Linked DNA regions of Mus musculus: region 2 is linked to region 1. Evidence: chromatin contacts called from public promoter capture Hi-C data. All regions are on one chromosome and are shown on one strand. The core of a region is the stretch at or near the end of the contact, and the rest is flanking DNA. Distances in the headings are between cores, read along the strand shown. Region 1 holds the start of 1700001J04Rik (RIKEN cDNA 1700001J04 gene). Region 2 overlaps Gm31724 (a long non-coding RNA gene).

Region 1 (3,804 bases), core at 885-3,384:
CTGCCCCCTAGAGGTCATGTGACTTACCTGGAGTCATCTGGCTGAATGGAGCCAGAGCCCAGCTCTCTTGTCTTCAAGCTTGTGGGCCCTTGGTCACTTCTCTGAACCTTCAGAGTCTCCAGAACCTTTGGCAAAACCCAAACCTTGGGAGCCCGGTGCAGTTCCACGGTACCATGGTAACATAGGCAAGACTGGGGTTCCACCCCAAAACAGCGAAAATAGCCCAAACCCCTGAGAGAGGTGTCCAGTGGTGACAGAGTCCATTTATGAGGAGAGAGACTCAGAGTGGGTCGGAGGAAGTGGCCGCCAGCCCAGACAGTGACTTCTGCTTCTGAGGGTGTGAAGACACACTTTGGAATGGCTGAAGTGACCTCTGCACCTCACTTCTCGGGGATGCTATCCACGTGGGAGGGGCGCAGTAGGGAGGAGGAGCCTCAGAACCCACCCCTTTCTGACCTGCTCCCTCCCATTTCCATTCTGCACATTTACAATAGAGCATCGGGGAGGGATTCAGGGCTGGAAGTGGCCATTAGAGGAAAGCGAGCAGCTGCCCCTGTTAATGTGGAGTGTCTCTATTACCCTAATAACTAACCACTTAATAACTGGCTTCCCCGCTAATTCTAATTGAAACACAGAACGATATTTCCTGGTGGAGAGTGGCAAGCTCCAGGCTCAGCAGACATCTCCAGGGGCCCCCAGGCTTCACATGGAGAAAGCTAGGGGCTCCTTGGGTATTCTGTTGGGAGGGACGGAGGCAACAGATAGCAGCTTTTGTACGGCTGCCAGGAACCGCAGTTGATGATAAAAGCTATTAAAGGTCAGCTGGGAATAGAAAACTATTTATGTTAAATGTCACAGATTAAGCTGCAGAATGGGTCTCAGGTGGAGGGCAAAGGGCGAGGTGAGAAGCAGTGGTCACCCAGCTGCCTCTTTAGGGGCTTGAAGAAGGTCAGGTGTTGGTGGCAGGGAGAGTGGAGGCCGGGTGGGGCAGCACTTGATTTGTGGCTCCCTCTAGCTTCAGGAAGCAGGTGGATATCAACGGCCAACGGTGACTGGCCAGGCTGTCTGTCTGTTAGGGTTGCTAGGCGACCGAAGTTAGCCAGAGCCCAGCTCTCTCGCATCATTGCTGAAGGGTAACAGGGTGTTTCCAAGAAGGCAAATGAGATAGGACCCCAGGACATCGTGATGAACCTTGGGCAGATGGTTGTGGGGAGGGAAGGAGGATGAAGGGAGGGGGGAAGGGGAGGGGGGAAGGGGAGGGGGAGGGGCTCAGGCTCTTCTAGAGCTGTTTAGGAATGTAGATGAGGGGGGAAATGGGCCAAACTGTGTTGATCTGTTCAGTCAGAAGCGGAAGGTTGTAAGGGACTGTCCGTCCACCTGTTACCTTTATTACCTCCCCATTTTTGAAGCTGGGCATTGAAGGACTCTATTGTCTGGGTTTGGAGGAGCTTTGTAGGCCTGGGTCCGGTTCTCAAGGGTAGCACCAAGAGATGTAGGGACCTTTGTAACATCCCACCTCGCATGAGTGCTCGTCTCTTTAGCCCGGTATGAGCATCCTGCACAGGGGCCCCCGCTGTGCCTCTTGACTGAGTCCGTCCTCAAACTGGCAGGTCTAAGATGCCCCCTGAACTTCGATTCCAAAGTCCAAAGCATGTGTACGGTAGGGTGAGGTGGAAACCTTGCTTCTCTGTTCTTCAGCTGCCTGCCCCACTTCCAGGATGCCCAGCCATCGCTGTGTGTACAGGAAATGCAAGCCCATTCTAAAATCCAGACATGAGACAGAAGGTAAATCTAGTCAGGGAGGGAATCGGCTAAAAAAAGAGGATAAAGAAATGCTACCCCATGGTGTTCTGCACCTGTAAGTCAAGTCACAGGAAGGTGACCTGCAGTCAAAGGTACCCTGTAACCCCTAAGTTAGTGGGGGCCATCTGAAGGGACCTGAAGGAGGAATCCTGTGAACGTCTTCCACCAACAACCTCAGGATGGGGAATGGACCCTCCCCTGCTCACTCTCTTCCCACATGGGATCTGCCAGCAGAATGGTTTGGCCCAGAAGGGTGACAGGATATAGTCAGATTAATAGATATCCCAGGGGCCCTAAGAGTGTAAGTGCTGTGACAAGATGGTAGAGTGAGTAAGTCAGTAGGAGGTGGAGGAAGGACTCTTAGAGGCAGCCGGGGTGGGGCTGGGTGGGGCGGGGCTGGGTGGGGCGGGGCTGTCATCCCTTATGTATTCACAACTGATCTGCATCAGCTCAGTATCCAGCCCTGGAGCTATTGTTCAATTAGACCATGAACTCTACCCTTGATTTGGAGCTTCATTGGGGACAGGAAGGAAAATGTGTCCCCAAACAGTTATGCTATGCTAAGGGTGGCCTCGGATCAGTGAGAAGCAGGACCTGGTATTTGGGCATGACTCTTTTGGGAGTTAAAGGGAGGAACAGTTTGATGGGCAAAGAACTGGGCCAGCAGGAGAGGGCAGGAGGCTGTAAAGTGTGTCTCCACCAGATGCACAGGACCTCCACTCTTGCATTTAAGGAGTTCATTCTGAACAAAGATGGGAGAGGGGAGGGGGCAATAGAGAGAGAGGTAGGGGAAGTGGGAGTAAGGAGGAAGAGAGGAGGGGAGGGGAAGGAAGGGGCACGGAGGGGAGGAGACGAGACCCATGGGTGCTGGGTAGGAGAATTCGAGGACTTGGCTTGGTCTTTGGAAAGAGTATTCTTGAAGCTTCTGAGAGGACCTACTAGGTAACACTTCTCAGCCTTGCCAGCATCAACATCAGCCGAGGGCCTGTACAAACAGATCACTGGCCTCCACCCTGAGAGTGTCTGACTTCTTAGTCTAGCCTGTGGAGAACTTGGATTTCTTACCAACCAGCTCCCAGGTGTTGATGTGAGTCCAAGATCTACTGTGTTCAAGACAGGGGGGGGTGGTGGATGAAGGGTGACAGGGTGCAAAGAGACAGGCTTGAGAGAAATGAATGACATTGGGGTGATGAGGAGCTGAGGCCAGGCCTGTAGCCTGGTGCCAGCAGCCTAGTGACATAGTGGCAAGGGGTGGGGTATGGCCCAGATGTGACAAGTGGGTGGCAGAAATATGACATGATTTCAGAGGAGCTGAAGCAGCGGATGATGAGAGCAGCAAGGAAGGACAAGGCAGGGAAGGTGGAGACAAGGTCCTAGGTAAGGCAGCTTTAAGGACACACGGATACAGACAAGGGGTCCTTGGGATTGGAGCTGCAGCTTCAGCTGGGCCTGGGTACAAAGGTCAGAAGCACACAGTGGAGGTGGGGAGATGGCTCCAAGTGCTTGCCTCACTGAATGCCACCCCAGACCCCATGTAGGACAAGAATGACAAGCGAGGTGTGTCCTTCTATGCCTGTCATCCCAGTGGTGGGGAGACAGAGACAGATGGATCCCTTGGCTCACTGTCCAGGCAACCTTGCCTCTTTGGTGAGTTCCAGGCCAGTGAAAGATGCTGTGTCCAAAAATAGATGAATGGTTCTGGAGGAATGATGCCTGGGACTGTCCTTTGGCCTCCACACCCACAGGCACACAAGTCCTGTGCACACACAGACACTCACAGGCATGTATGTGCATATATTCTTTCTCTGTCTCTGCCTGCCTGCCTCTCTCTGTGTCTCTCTCTGTGTGTCTATCTGTCTCTGTCTGTCTCTGTCTCTCTGTCTCTCTGTCTCTCTGTCTCTCTCTCTCTCACACACACACGCACACACACACACACACACACACACACACACACACACACATCATGCAAGGGCTGTATATGTAGCATGCCAGGTCTAAAAA
Region 2 (3,992 bases), core at 428-2,927, 380 kb after region 1:
CAGAGAGGGAGAGGAGAGTTGACTTATATGCCCCAGAACTCCAGCATCTTCAATATTTAAAGTCTGAAGCATTCTCAAGAGATCAGATGTCTAGATATGACAAAAAAATAAAAATGATAATTTAACAACCAACCAAAGAACTGTGCGGTCGGGGCTCCACCGTCAATCCACAAGGGAGACCCAGCAAGTTCTTTGACCTCCTTCGAGTTGCTCTCTTATCTGCTCAGTGGGGCCTGGCTGAATCTGAGGATTTGGGGGTGTTGGGGGAACAGAAATCAAAATGCTTTTAGATAGTAAACTACTATTCACTGGGATACTTGCTGCTAATAAAACCAGACACGAAGTGGCGTTGAGCTTCATGCACACTAAACAGCTTGTATGCTTCTCTCAAGCTCTCGCCATTAATCTCACCTTCACAAGCCTGTGGGGCAAGTCTATTACGGCTCACATTGTAGCTGATGAAGCACCAGGGTGCTAACTGCCCAGCTCCTCTTTTACTTAACAAGAGACCCTGATTCCAGACCCAACACTCATCCATCCCCCATTTCAAAGACAACTTGATGAGCGATTGCTTTTGGCAGAACTCGGGCCACTGGGGTAGAAGCCACTGACTTCTTGACCCTTAGAGAACGCTTCGAATCATGGCCACAGGAGAAAATATCACTCGGCAAAGGCAAGGCACCAGGCACTGTGTTGGGCACCTTACATGCTATTCCCATTTCATCAGTGATGAGGACAAGGCAAAACTGAGGAGACAGGTGAGTTCCGTCAGAGGGCTGGTACAAAGGCGTCTCCGCTCCAACCCACATCGCCCAACCCTCATTCCTTATCTCTCCTAAGCTTAAAAGTAGAAAAAAAGCTACCCTTCACTTCCTTCCTCTTTCTTCTTTCCTTATTCTTTTATTCTTCCTCTTTATTTTCCTCTTCTTTCTCCTCTCCTTCTTCTTCTTCCTCTTCTTCCCCTTCTCTTCTTTCTCCTCCCACCTTTCTTCCTCCTCCTCTTCCTCCTTCCCCTTCCCTTCCTTTTTCTTTTTATTGCTGTAGCCCAGGCTATCCTCATGGCTCAAACTCCCAACTTCCGGGATTGTAAAGGGGCGACAGGCATGCATGAGCATACCTGGCTAAAGAAAAGACATTTGTCACCCCTGTCATCATAGTTATTGACTGCTCAACTTAAACTCAAGGGTGGGGGCCTCGGTGTCAAGTTTTTTAAAGTCAGAATTGTGCAGTCCCGAATGCGGACTCTAGAAAATGCTTCCTGGTAAAGGTCTAATGCGTTCCTTCCAGAACGAAAGGAGAGCATCTGCAGCTGGGGCACAAGGCAGAGCCAACTGGGGCTTCCAGTTAAGCTCCGCCACACACACAATAGTGTTGCTGGGGCCCAGGTCCCCAGGTCCTCTCGGGAGAATAAGATCTCGGTTACAGTGCCCTTGCACACACATCTATCAGATCTGTGATGCTTGGGGCTCAGCACTCGCAGCCGCCACCACCCCACCACCCCCACCCGCAGCAGACTCATACCGCCCATGTGGCAGATTCACCCAGGAAAGGAAAAATGCCTATGTGTTAGGAAGTGTATAATTCTGCATAATAAAAAGATGCCTGGCCCTCGTGTGTATAAACACAGCTTTGACTGAGTACTCTTTCCCAAACAGCCCTTCTGGCTCACTGTGCGGCAATCTAGCATCAGAAACATATGGCTGACATTCAGGCCTTCGGGCAGATTCAGACTGGGAGAGGGGAAAGAGACCTGGGCTGGGAGAACTGGAGAGTCAGGGTGGAGGCCATTTATAATCTGGACAGGGATCCGGCCTCCACCCAAGCTCAACTGTAGCTCTCTCAGGACCTCCGCTTGGCATCCATGAAGACATTAACACGTTCAGCTGCATCACTCCTAAGAGAAGAGCCCTTGAGCTGGGTGTGCCTGGATATCAGGGATATGCTCTGGCTTCTATTTGGGGATCTGATGCCACCCCCCAATTACCCAGTGCTGGTTTCAGAGCAATCAGCTGCAGAGCCCTGTGCTAGGCGGAGCGGGGGATACCCAGCCATATACAAGAGTACTTATGAGGGCCAATACGGCAGGAGAGCCAGACAGCACCTCGGTCAAGCCTCCAGCCTTCAGATCTCCAGCCTGAGGTCTGGCTCTATACTTCCAGGTGCTTACGACCAGACCAGTGACTCCCCTAGCTGGTACCCATCTTCCAAAGTCAAGTGTCCCAAGCCCAAAGTCATGATGGCCCCATGATGCCTCATGGGAAAGCACACTCCCCTTAGTGACAGATTGGCTCTGTTCTTAGTGCTATACCTCCCTAGTTAAGCCCTAGTTAACCTCCCTAGTTAAGCCCTAGATAACCTCCCTAGTTAACCGCCACCAAGGGGAGGAGCTGGTTCTAGATCGCTGGTTCTCAACTTGTGAGTTGTGACCCCTTAGGCACCAAATATAACCTTTCATGGGGGCCCACATATCCGATATCCTATCAACCCAATATTTACATTATCATTCATAACAATACCAAAATGATAGTAATGAAGTAGCAACAGGAACAGTCTTATGGTTGGGGGTGACCACAACAGGAGCAGCTAGCTGGATTAAAGGGTTGCAGCATTAGGAAGGCTGAGAACCACTGCCCTGGCTGGGAAAGCTGGCGAGGTAGCTGGGAGGAACTGTGTTGCGCTGTGTCCTTGTCTAGTGCTCCCCTGCACTGAGGTCGATGACAGAATTCACACTGGCAGAGATGACTCTGACACAGCACTCTTTCTCTGCACCCCAGACAAGCCTTTCATATTAGCCCAAGAGAACCTGTCACAAGGACAGGTATGCAGGTATGTGGGAGATGACCTGATAGGAGGAGGTGGAGCAAGACCAAGAAAGGAGGAAGGCAATGAAGGGTGCCCTCTCAAGCTCACCCCCTTGGGGCTTCTCTACAGAGCAAGTTGGCTGTGTCTCTTACTGTCCAGATGAGCGATCACAGACTAAAGCTGTTCACCTGGGCTCTTGCCCCACTGATGGGGGTGAAGTCTTCCTCCATTCCAAACATCCCTGCAGGACACTGTGTCTCCTCTAGAGAGAGTCCCGGGCAGAGATTCAGGGTGCAGTAATGCAAGGTGAGATGGGGGTCCATTTGTATGGAGCTGCCTCAACAGCGACAGACAGATCAGACATGGTGAGGTGACAAAGACTGAGCACAGATGGATGAATGAATGGAGGAATAAAAGAGCAACTTTACCATTTTAGGGAGAGATGACTCAGTGGTTTAAAGGGCTTCCTCCTCTTCTAAAGACCTGAGTCTGGTTCCCAGCACCCAGGTTGGGTAGCTTGCAACCACCTGTAACTCCAGCTCCAGAGAACCTGATGCCCTCTTCTGGCCGCTGTTGGTACTGCATGCAGCGGTCATGCACATAGGCATGTATCAAAATAAAATTAATTTTAAAATATAAAAGGACAGGTTCTAGGCCAGGCATGGTAGCCCAGGGTTCAGGATGTGAGTCTGAGGCTATCCTGAGCTACACAGTGAGATACTGTAATCCAGGGAGGATGGGAAAGCTACCTGCTCCCTGCCTGGGTGGGGATGAAACATGGGGCTTTCCCATATGCTAGACAAGTGCGCTGCCACCAAGTACAGCCCTACCCATGAGCGGTTTATTAGAACAAGCAGAACATCACAGATATGAGAGCAGAGACCTGCCGGACGGGGCAGGGCAGGAGGCTTGCCATGGAGGGGGCAGAACAAATGGCTCCAGAAGTAGCTGCAACTCTGTCTTGCTAAGCAATGAGAACTCTGTTTCCTACCAACCACAGGGGATGCCTGGGATAAGACAAGCATTACAGTCTGGTGTGGGGAGAGAATTTACCTGCAAACCCTCCTTACTGGTTAGTGAGAGTGAAAGAGTAGTAAACTCAATGCTCCAAGGTATGCTAATCATAAAACAGATAGCGACATTCCTTCCTCCACCCACCTGCTTCCTGGGTTCAAAGAGTGTTCATTCAA

The links. Promoter capture Hi-C pulls out the DNA fragments that hold promoters and counts their contacts.
Region 2: a promoter capture Hi-C map of hippocampal neurons shows a contact between it and region 1, with 3 times the contacts expected there. The contact joins the enhancer-like site here to the promoter of 1700001J04Rik in region 1. A contact is called at or near these places in 8 of 39 promoter capture datasets (the 3T3-L1 cell line, the HPC-7 cell line, cranial neural crest and 5 more) and 1 of 115 datasets of contacts at active chromatin or transcription factors (embryonic basal ganglia).

Annotation. Positions count from the first base shown.
Region 1 is chr11:114,184,615-114,188,418 of GRCm38.p6, forward strand. It overlaps 1700001J04Rik (RIKEN cDNA 1700001J04 gene), which reads right to left and starts at 2,135. Exons shown (of 3, transcript NR_166725.1): 1 at 1,857-2,135; 2 at 1,517-1,760; 3 at 824-1,126.
Region 2 is chr11:114,561,779-114,565,770 of GRCm38.p6, forward strand. The region is part of intron 1 of Gm31724 (a long non-coding RNA gene); the gene reads right to left. Among named protein-coding and RNA genes, the nearest start is that of Gm31724, 48 kb to the right of the region's middle. Within about 2 kb of position 1,678, at least 9 of the 459 cell types and tissues checked have an H3K27ac peak or open chromatin away from gene starts, as enhancers often do. A contact at or near this core is called in hippocampal neurons, where this site is marked.